Linked DNA regions of Zea mays: region 1 is linked to region 2. Evidence: chromatin contacts called from public Hi-C data. All regions are on one chromosome and are shown on one strand. Each heading gives the region's core, a stretch centred on a gene start, on an enhancer-like site or on the middle of the called end of the contact. The rest is flanking DNA. Distances are from core to core; before and after follow the strand shown. Region 1 holds the start of LOC100384114. Region 2 holds the start of LOC103639193 (aspartic proteinase nepenthesin-1).

Region 1 (4,911 bases), core at 441-2,940, 360 kb after region 2:
GTCAAACTTCTTAAGAATTTTTTCTAATCCTATTCAATACATGTGTATTGGGAAAATCGAACAAGACCTAAAATGGTTTTAGGGTCTGAAACATGGCCGTGCTTACTGGTTATCCCAGAGACCGGTTACGGACGGCGGGGCAAACGTAAGCTGCTGCCCGACTGCCGTCCTGCGTGATGTTAATGGGATTTTGGACCTCATCCTCATCGTGCTGCTGGGTTAGGCACCGCACTTCCCACGCAAAAAAAAAAAAAAGAAGGCTGTTGCTGTAATGATGTCGACATACTACTCCGATTCAGTGACAAACTGATTTACCTCGTCACTGCGCTGCCAGTTTGGCACTCACCAGGGTAAAAGTCGCAACTCCGACATTGGGCTGGAATCTCTGGACAAGCCTACGCTGCGTATTTTGACTTCAAGTTTAAACTATTGGCACCGGCCATGGTGTCCTGTGTAAAGTACTTCCTCCGGTGCAGTAAAAGAAGTCATCCTGCGCGTGACCGAGCGTGCACAAAAAGAAGTCATAGCGCGCGTGGGTCTGAGATTTGGACGTTGTTGCCCCTAGTAATTGCACAAAAAAAGATGCATTTAAGAGGAATCGAACTTAAGACCTCCAGTCTAGAATGCCTTGAAGCTGCTGCAGCAACCAATCAAGCTTGATTGTTTTAGTTACGTTAATGCACCCATATCCCTATTTAATAGGGGCAAACAGGGAAAACTCTATGATAATTAATCACTCCTTGCTATGCACAATCATGTCCTAAACGACTACCTTTACTGCACTGGAGGGAGTATGTAAAAATTATGTGAGGCACCGCACGTACAGCGCTGAGTTCCAAGTCACCACGCACTTTATTTATTTACATTTATACCAATCATCAATAGGACCTGTTTGGGATTGGTCGAGCTCAAAAAATTAGTAGAGTTGGTGGAGCATTGAGTGCTCTAGAAAATCATAGAGCTAAAGCTGTAAGTCTTTTAAAGACATTTAGATAAATTATTTTATTTATTATTTATATTAAAATATTTTTAAAATATTTAAATTGATATTATAAACTATAACTCTACACTGGAGCTGTAACCTAAAGTCATCCCAAAGGCTCTCTTACCTGCAGTACGTACTGACACTGACGGAAGAGAGATCTTTCTGTAGAATCTGATGCTTTGACGAGCTGACTCCGCTGGGCAAGGTGTTAACTGCTTGCAGAGCATCGAAATCTGAAAAACGGTAGTATATACTAATCATCGAGAACGCCAAAACACAAGTAAACGCGGACCGCGGCAAGATGCAAAACGCACCAGGACGATCCAGAGTTCCAGACCACCGACAAGGGCAGGGATGCCATTTCGTAGAGATCTTTTCTGCACTACTACTCACTCTACTGGCAATGGTAAGTATCACACTCCGTTTGTATTTCAAAAGAGAACTAGAAATATTTTCCCCCGAGTTATCATCTCACGTCTCACCTAAATCTACCTAACTGTGGGACCGAGGTCTCTTTTTAGTTACACCGTCACTAGCGAGACCCACCGTCTGCGGGTCCCGCGGCTCAGGGAGTTTCTCCCGGTCCCACAGTCAGTGGAAGTAGTACCAAAAGTACTTGTTTCTAGTCCCACATGGCAGTCTCAGAGAGGCTCCCACTCACACACGTACCACTACGCGGACATCCGGTCGTCGTCGTCCGCCAGACGCTTTAAAACGGCGAGTCCATTTTTCCTCTCACATAAACCCGCGCTCATTCCTTTTTCTCTCACCTAATTCCCGTCCTCGTGTGTTGGCGCTGCTCGCTTGGGTTTGGATCCGATCGAGGGCTCGGCCCGGCGGATGCTGTAGAGGAATGGCGGAGGCTGTCGCGTCTGCGGGCAGGCTCGCCATGGACTCTTCGACCTCCGTCTCGCCCGGCCAGGTGAGCCGAGCCCTAACTCGCGCCTCCTCGATCCGTTCCGCCGGGCGTGGCCCGGAATTTGCTGCTCTCCGCTGTGCGGCACCCCTTGGGGGGTTCCCGTGGTTTCGAGACTGTTGGAGCGGGGTTAGTGACATGGGTGGCTCGATTTGGGGGCACGGGGAGCGGCCAGCGGGGGGATGGAACGGCTGGGTGTGGGTTCGTGCGCGGTTGCGATGCTGAATCACGCGCTGGTTTATGAACCTTTGGTGATCGCGGAGAAGCGCTAGAGATGCGAGGCGTCTGGAGTTTCTCGCGCGGGTTGAGCGATTGGATCATATGCTGCGGGCTTGTCACAGTAATTTGCCACATTTGAGGGGTGCTGTGGGTCGTCGAATGTTGTTGGGTGCACGTGTCCCATTGGTCGGTTGGTGCAACTTAAAGCCAATGCAGGTGTTAAGTTTGCATATGCTAAGGTTTTGTTTGGATGCACTCATATCCACCTCAATCCAATCCATGTGCGTTAGAGTGGATTGGGGTGGAACTTAGTTTATTTTCCATTGTAATCCACTCCTATGCACTTGGATTGTGGTGGATACGAGTGCATCCAAACAGGTTCTAATGTGGATTGGTTTGTTTGTGGCTAGTTTTTTCTTCTTTCTTGTGTTGTGGTCTTGTTGCGGATCAGGTAGGGCTGGTCAGGTTGATGTCAGCTTCCAAATATAGGATAGCGGTTTTGCTCAGTAGTGCTGCTCGAAAACTGTTATTTTCGTGGGTTTAGGGTTTAAGGGTTATAGAATTTGTAAATCACTATGTAGTTTGTGGATCTGGATATAACCTTAAGGCTGCCATTAAGTTCTAACAACACGATGTTTATTTTATTTGGATCCTCCATCTCTGGAACTAAGTGAGCTTTGTTTTGCTTTCCGTGCAGGTTTCTGCTATTCTGGGCTTTCTGTGGGTTTTCGCAGCATGGGCGTATGCTGAGGTTCTCTTCCATAGGAAGAATACTGCTTCTATTAAAACGTAAGTAAATGTTAGTTTGATCCTAGGAATCTGCTGTTTTTGTAAGGATTCTAAGTGCTATAATGGTACTCCCTCCTGCCAGCATTACTTGTTTCTTACAACCAAACGCAACAGACTACAAGTTAATTTGGCTCCCTGAAACATTAAGTAATACTGACAGGAGGTAGTTTATATTATTTCTAAGGTTTGCTGCGAGAGAAAAATTGCTGGTGTAAAAACAACCTTATATCTAGATGTCCTACTCTTGCAGTGCTTAAGTCCTGGGATGCCTATTGCAATGCACTCTTGCATATTGCTTTGACGGAGACTGCAGTATATATAGTAACATCACAATAATCATATTATAACTATAAGAGTCTTATTTGAGTTTCTGGCTCTTCATCTTTGTCAGTAGACATTCAGATGTCAATCTAGCAGTGATGGATGACAGTTCAGTCAAAGCAGAAGACCAGACAATGTTATTGGAGGAGGGTGGTCAAGCAATGGCTGCAAAGCCAGCTTATACTTCCCTCACATCACAAATACTCAGGTTCTCTATAAATTATAAATTTACAATTTCTCAATATCAGTATCCGAAGGCATTGTGTCTCTAACAAAAAGAAAATGTTGGGTTCAACAGACTTATATTCATGGACCAGTTGCTTCTTCTGGAGAATCGTTTAACACTGAGGGCATTGTAAGCTACAGTTGCTCTCCTCCAATCATTCAAGCTTCCTAGTTGCACTATTCTGCTAACTGGGTTGCAATTATGTTTTCAGATCTGAATTTGGAGGTTATCTACTTTATTTTTACATATGTGATCGTACAAACTTGCTTGGAGAGTCTGCCAAGGTACTGTTGTGCAGATATTGTTACAGAGTCTGGTCATATGCCTTTGTGTAAAATTGCCATTTATTAGAACCTTTCAAATTTTCTGAAGTATTCAGATTGATGAAAAAATATCCCAGTGCATTCTTCATGTGCCATTATATATAGTGTAACACTTTAATCCACTAACCTTTTTATTGGTATGCTTCATCTGCAGAATTACAGCCGAGATCTGTTCCTTTTCCTCTACTTTCTTCTTATCATTGTAGCAGCTATGACTTCCTTTAAGGTCCATCAAGACAAGTCATCATTCACAGGAAAATCTGTACTGTACTTGAATAGGCATCAAACTGAAGAATGGAAGGGTTGGATGCAGGTACTTATCATACTTTTATCTTCCTCCTGCAGTGTTTCCTGGGTCTCAGAAACGATTTTTTTAATAATTGCCCATAAACATAGTTTAGTGAGTAGCTACAGTTCGTGTATGAGCATTGATACATCAGAACTATAGAAGTTGGTGTGTGCAGTTATAAGCATCTGCTCTCATCTGGCACAGCTACCATAGTAGCATGTATGATTTATCACCTCTTGCTGGTCCATTCATGGTTATGCATCTCTCTTGGGTTGCAAAAAAGCTAATTATAAGTCACACCTATTAATTGACAAATATGGGGTTTCACCTGTCTTAGCACCAAAGTTTTGCCATGCTGACTCACCACACTGCCTTGTGAAGAACTGAAGATTCATTTCTCCACCCTAAGGCTTTGTTTGGGTACTCTAGTATTGACCCCAATCCACATGTGTTGAGGTGGATTGGGGTGTAATTTAGTTTGAGTTACACCCCAATCCACCTCAACACATGTGGATTGGGGTCAATACTAGAGTATCCAAACTAGGTCTAAGTTGCGTGTAATTTTAATTTGCTGGAGAATTTCCTTTTATAGACTGTAATATACTGGGTTCAACTTCTGTCCTCCTACTAGCAGCCTGCAACAGTCTTCAGTATTACTTTATCTAATTTCCAGGTGCTATTCTTGATGTACCATTACTTCAATGCTAAAGAAATCTACAATGCAATCCGTGTGTTCATCGCTGCATATGTCTGGATGACTGGATTTGGCAATTTCTCTTATTATTATGTGAGGAAGGATTTCAGTCTTGGAAGATTTGCTCAGGTGCATCTTTACACCCCACT
Region 2 (4,715 bases), core at 1,969-4,468:
CAGTCAACTTTGGGTTGCTGGATCGTTTCCTCATATGATGTAATTATCTAATTATTTTGTATAGAACTCCTGTTATATAGTAAAGATGTGACATTCGATCCTGTGCCACTATGCATCATATGTGTGAGACTTGGTCCCAGCACACCTGATGTTTATGTTCGCGCCCGGGCTTTGGATCCCTAAAACCCGGGTGTGACAATAACCGTGTTTGCTAATTAGAACTTCCCTCTTAATAGTACGACTATCTATTCTAAACTCGATCTTACACTTTATTGCGTCTTGATCGGCAAAACGAAATGCCTATTTATACATTTGCCTTGACACATTGGATTTTGTTTTTCTCTTTCTTCTTTTCAATGTTAGGGCTCGCTGCATTCATCCATCTCCAAGCCTTGCTCTTCATAGGGCTTTTAGTTTGCAAGTCTTGAATTCTGTAGATGATGTGTTGTTGGTAATTTGAATTGACTTCATTAAACGTAAACTTTCGCAAAAGTCTACTGTGCCTTTGGTTTGCAATGAAAGCTTGTTTTGTTCAACTACCATTCTACCATGTTTCAGATTTTAGACATCGACCTCACCTGGCGCATGCACAAGGCATCAGATGGTCAGAGGAGACGTGTCCAGATTTGCATGGGACTTCTTAAGTCATTCAAGGTTTGTTTTCCTTTTCCATGTCTCAAAGGATATAATGCTATCATTCACACTATAATTAAAAAAATGCAATGCAGGTTCTTCTTCTTGATGAGATCACAGTTGATCTTGATGTTCTGGCAAGATCAAATCTGTTATCGTATCTTAAAAAGGAATGTGAGGAAAGAGGTGCAACAATCATCTATGCCACACATATTTTTGATGGTCTTGATGATTGGCCAACACACATTGTAAGCTCCATTGAATCTTGTTGTTTATAAGCTCAAGTATTTCTTGTGGAATTGTGGACTTAGATGATTATTGTTTTTGTATTTCAAGGTTTACATTGCTCATGGGAAACTGCAATTAGCAGTGCCTTTGGAAAAGGTGAAAGAAATGAGTCAGTTATCTCTCATGGTAAGTATCGTCCATCCATATAGAACAGTATGCTTTAGCACATCATGGACATTCACATTATGCTTTAGTACCGCATGGCCATTCAGATTTGCGTTTGCATTTCAGAGGACTGTGGAGAGCTGGTTGAGGAAAGAAAGAAATGAGGACAGGAGGAGGAGAAAGGAGCGAAAGGAGAAAGGCCTCCCAGAATTCGACAAGGTTGTCGAGGGTAGTCGGGTTATAGGTGATCCAGCAAAGAACGCAGACAGAGTTATAAACAACGGGTGGGCAGCTGGACGGCTTACCTCGACGATTGCAGGAGAGGAAAATTTCGTCTTCAGCTCTAACAGCGTACTTAGGCAATGATCTAGCTTTGTTTTCCTTTATCTATACATTGAAAACGGTAAATAATAGTCTTGCGGATCCAATAGAGATATCGTTGGAGCTTTGTCATTTATAGCGAAAGTTCTGTCAGGAAAGGAGAATTCACTCTATATAGTTTGGATTTGAGGATTTACACTGTAATTTTATTCGCAGCTGAGTGTTCGAGAAAAAGAAATTGCACTGTAACAACATATATATACTGCACCAAATATTTGTGTGGTCATATTTATTTCTACAGGGGCTACGCATAACTTGGGTCAGGTTTCAGTTGCTACGTTTGTTCATACATAAATGCAAGGCAAGGGAACTGTATGGTCAAAGCGGAACAACACACCATGCTACGTTTGAAAAACAAGGATTATGATTTTTACTTTTCTAAATTTTTAGGCCTTGCTAATAGTAGAGATTTTGAATCGCTCTGGATTTAAACCCATCCAATCCACGTGCATTGAGTTGAAAAGGAACATGCAAATAAATAAACACACCAACTACAACTTTTCATTTGCCGCAAAGATCATGTGGGCGTTCACCATGGGCGTTCATCATATACACAGTAGATGCCCAGAACCACTTCTCGGTACGTCCCTCCATGCGCACATGCTACACCCCTTCACAGGCACATATAGCAAGGGTTGATGCTGCGATATGGACCATATGGGCCAATTTTACAACTACTGCGGGTTTCCAACGGGCAGCTCACCACACACGCTGATGTCTAGAACTAGAACCATCTTTACACACCCTTCTTGTAACTAACATAATTCTACTGCCAACAGCGGACCAAGGTAAAGCAACTACTACGCCTTTTTTTTCTTTAAAATGTTACTGTGTTCATTTGTATCTGTGGACATCAATTTAGCAACAGTATTTACCAACTCCATAATTGTTTCTTGTGTTGTGTGTGAACATGTAAAGTTTCAGAGAAAAAACGAAGTGCAATATATGTTTCCAAGTGAGACAAGGTCTTTGTTTCAGAATAACCAGCACCGGATTTTATTGTCACAACTGAAGTAACCACGCTGATCCATGAACTGCAGGTACAAGTCTAAAGAATGTGGCGTAGCTTTGTAACATCTGCAACATCCGTAGTCTTTCATGAGTCTAAAGGTACACCGGTTCGGTAACATAGTTGCAGTTATCACCGTTACTATTTGAAAATTGGCTTGAAATGGAAAAAAAAACCCATTCCAACTGCCATTTGAAAATCGACCTGAATCGAAGTAAATTCCAACTTTGTAACTGTAACCAGCATAAGAATATTTGCTCAAGATTGATTGTTAGTGCACATTGAAGTGCCGTAGTTCCAAGGATGGCTGCACAGCTGCAGCCTGCAGTCAGCAATGAGACAAACCTTGCAAACTGATGTTACTTTAGATTAGATTAGATGTTACTTTAGATTAGATTAGATGACCCGGTAGCTATAACTCCACGTTGTCAATCGGTAATTTCCATGTTTCACTGCATTAAGGTTCCACCCACTCCCGAGCCTAGACCTGTTCCTCTCCATTTCTGCCTCTGTCCAAGTGGTAGGAAGAATGGTCACGATCTGCGTTCTGCCTTTCTCTTCTATTATTATTATCCTTTCCTTTTCCACGACGACGTACATTTGTTTGACAGAGCATATCGGACGACAGCAGAAAGAACACGTAAACAACACGGTAGCTGGATTTGTGCGCGTGAAAGACCTTACTGTGGGCTGGAAATTGGAATAAGGAAAATTGTACGTATATCGTTGACGATATCCATTTCTTTTCTCTTATATAAGGTTGCAAAACGCAGCTCAAATGGTGCAAGTACAAAATCTTTTATAAACAAAGCTTCCATCTCCGCTCCAAAAAACCAGCAGATAACACACTTGTGCTCGGGGTCGGGGGAGGGGGCCGGCTAGTGCAAATGAAGCAGCTTCAGAAGATGGCTCTCCTACAACTCTTGTTGGAAAATATTGTTCTCTTATTACTGCCGCTGCTCGCTCTGACCTTTTCTTGCTGCGACGCGGCAACCCTGAAGCTGCACGCCCACCACGCGGACGGCGGCCTCAGCCTCAGCCGCCGGGAGCTGCTGCACCGCATGGCCGCGCGCAGCAAGGCCCGCGCCGCGCGGCTGCTCTCGGCCTCGGGGAGCGCCCGCGTAGACCCGGGACCTTACGCCAACGGCGTCCCCGACACGGAGTACCTGGTGCACCTCGCCATCGGCACACCGCCGCAGCCCGCGCAGCTCATCCTCGACACCGGGAGCGACCTCGTCTGGACGCAGTGCCGGCCGTGCCCCGCCACCACCTGCTTCAGCCAGGCGCTCCCATACCTGGACCTGTCCAACTCCTCCACGTTCGGCGTGCTCCCCTGCAACCAGCCCATGTGTGACAACCTCGCCTGGTCGTCTTGCGGCAAGCACAGCTGGGGGAACCAAACCTGTGTCTACGTCTACTCATACGGCGACAGCTCCATAACCACCGGCCACCTCAACGCCGACACCTTCACGTTCGCGGCCGCTGATGGCTCCGGCGGCCAGGTCTCCGTACCCGACCTGGCCTTCGGCTGCGGTCTCTTCAACAACGGGATTTTCGAGTCCAACGAGACCGGCATCGCCGGCTTCGGGCGCGGCGCGCTGTCCCTGCCGTCGCAGCTCAAAGTGGACAACTTCTCCTACTGTTTCACCGACATAACGCGGCCGGAGCCCAGCTCCATCCTGCTCGGCCTTCCGGCCAACCTTTACGGCGACGCCGGCGGCGTAGTGCAGTCCACTCCTCTGGTCCAGAACTTCTCGTCTCTGGAACTATACTACCTGTCACTAAAGGGCATAACCGTCGGCTCGACGAGGCTGCCGATTCCGGAGTCAACGTTCGCGTTGAAGCAGGACGGGACGGGCGGCACGATCATCGACTCTGGCACCGGCATGACAATGCTGCCCCAGGACGTGTACAAGCTTGTGCACGACGCGTTCACTGCTCAGGTGAGGCTGCCCGTGGACAACGCCACGTCGTCGTCGCTCTCGCAGCTCTGCTTCTCGGTGCCGCGGCGAGCTAAACCCGACGTGCCACAGCTGGTGTTGCACTTTGAGGGCGCAACGCTGGCCCTGCCGAGGGAGAACTACATGTTTGAGTTCGAGGACGCAGGCGGCAGCTTCACCTGTCTTGCTATCAACGCCGGAGATGGCCTGACGACCATCATCGGCAACTACCAGCAACAGAACCTCCACGTCCTTTACGACCTGGTGGGCAACATGTTATCCTTTGTTCCTGCTCGGTGCAACAGGCTTTAGAGGAGTAACGGATATAGAATTTCACTACATGGTATGCCACGTTAAAA

The links. A called contact is a pair of places that touch in the nucleus more often than the background predicts.
Region 1: a contact with region 2 is called in a Hi-C map of endosperm, with 1.9 times the contacts expected there. The contact joins the promoter of LOC100384114 here to the promoter of LOC103639193 in region 2. A contact is called at or near these places in 5 of 25 Hi-C or Micro-C datasets (bundle sheath, endosperm, leaf and 2 more).

The regions. Positions count from the first base shown.
Region 1 is chr9:140,280,609-140,285,519 of Zm-B73-REFERENCE-NAM-5.0, forward strand. LOC100384114 reads left to right here and starts at 1,691. Exons shown (of 14, transcript NM_001176702.1): 1 at 1,691-1,907; 2 at 2,818-2,909; 3 at 3,304-3,585; 4 at 3,668-3,740; 5 at 3,934-4,092; 6 at 4,742-4,891. The coding sequence starts at 3,991.
Region 2 is chr9:139,918,230-139,922,944 of Zm-B73-REFERENCE-NAM-5.0, forward strand. LOC103639193 (aspartic proteinase nepenthesin-1) reads left to right here and starts at 3,219. Exons shown (of 1, transcript XM_008661976.2): 1 at 3,219-4,715. The coding sequence starts at 3,304. The coding sequence ends at 4,668. It overlaps LOC100191337, which reads left to right. Exons shown (of 7, transcript NM_001136771.1): 4 at 559-654; 5 at 729-881; 6 at 970-1,047; 7 at 1,153-1,663. The coding sequence ends at 1,392.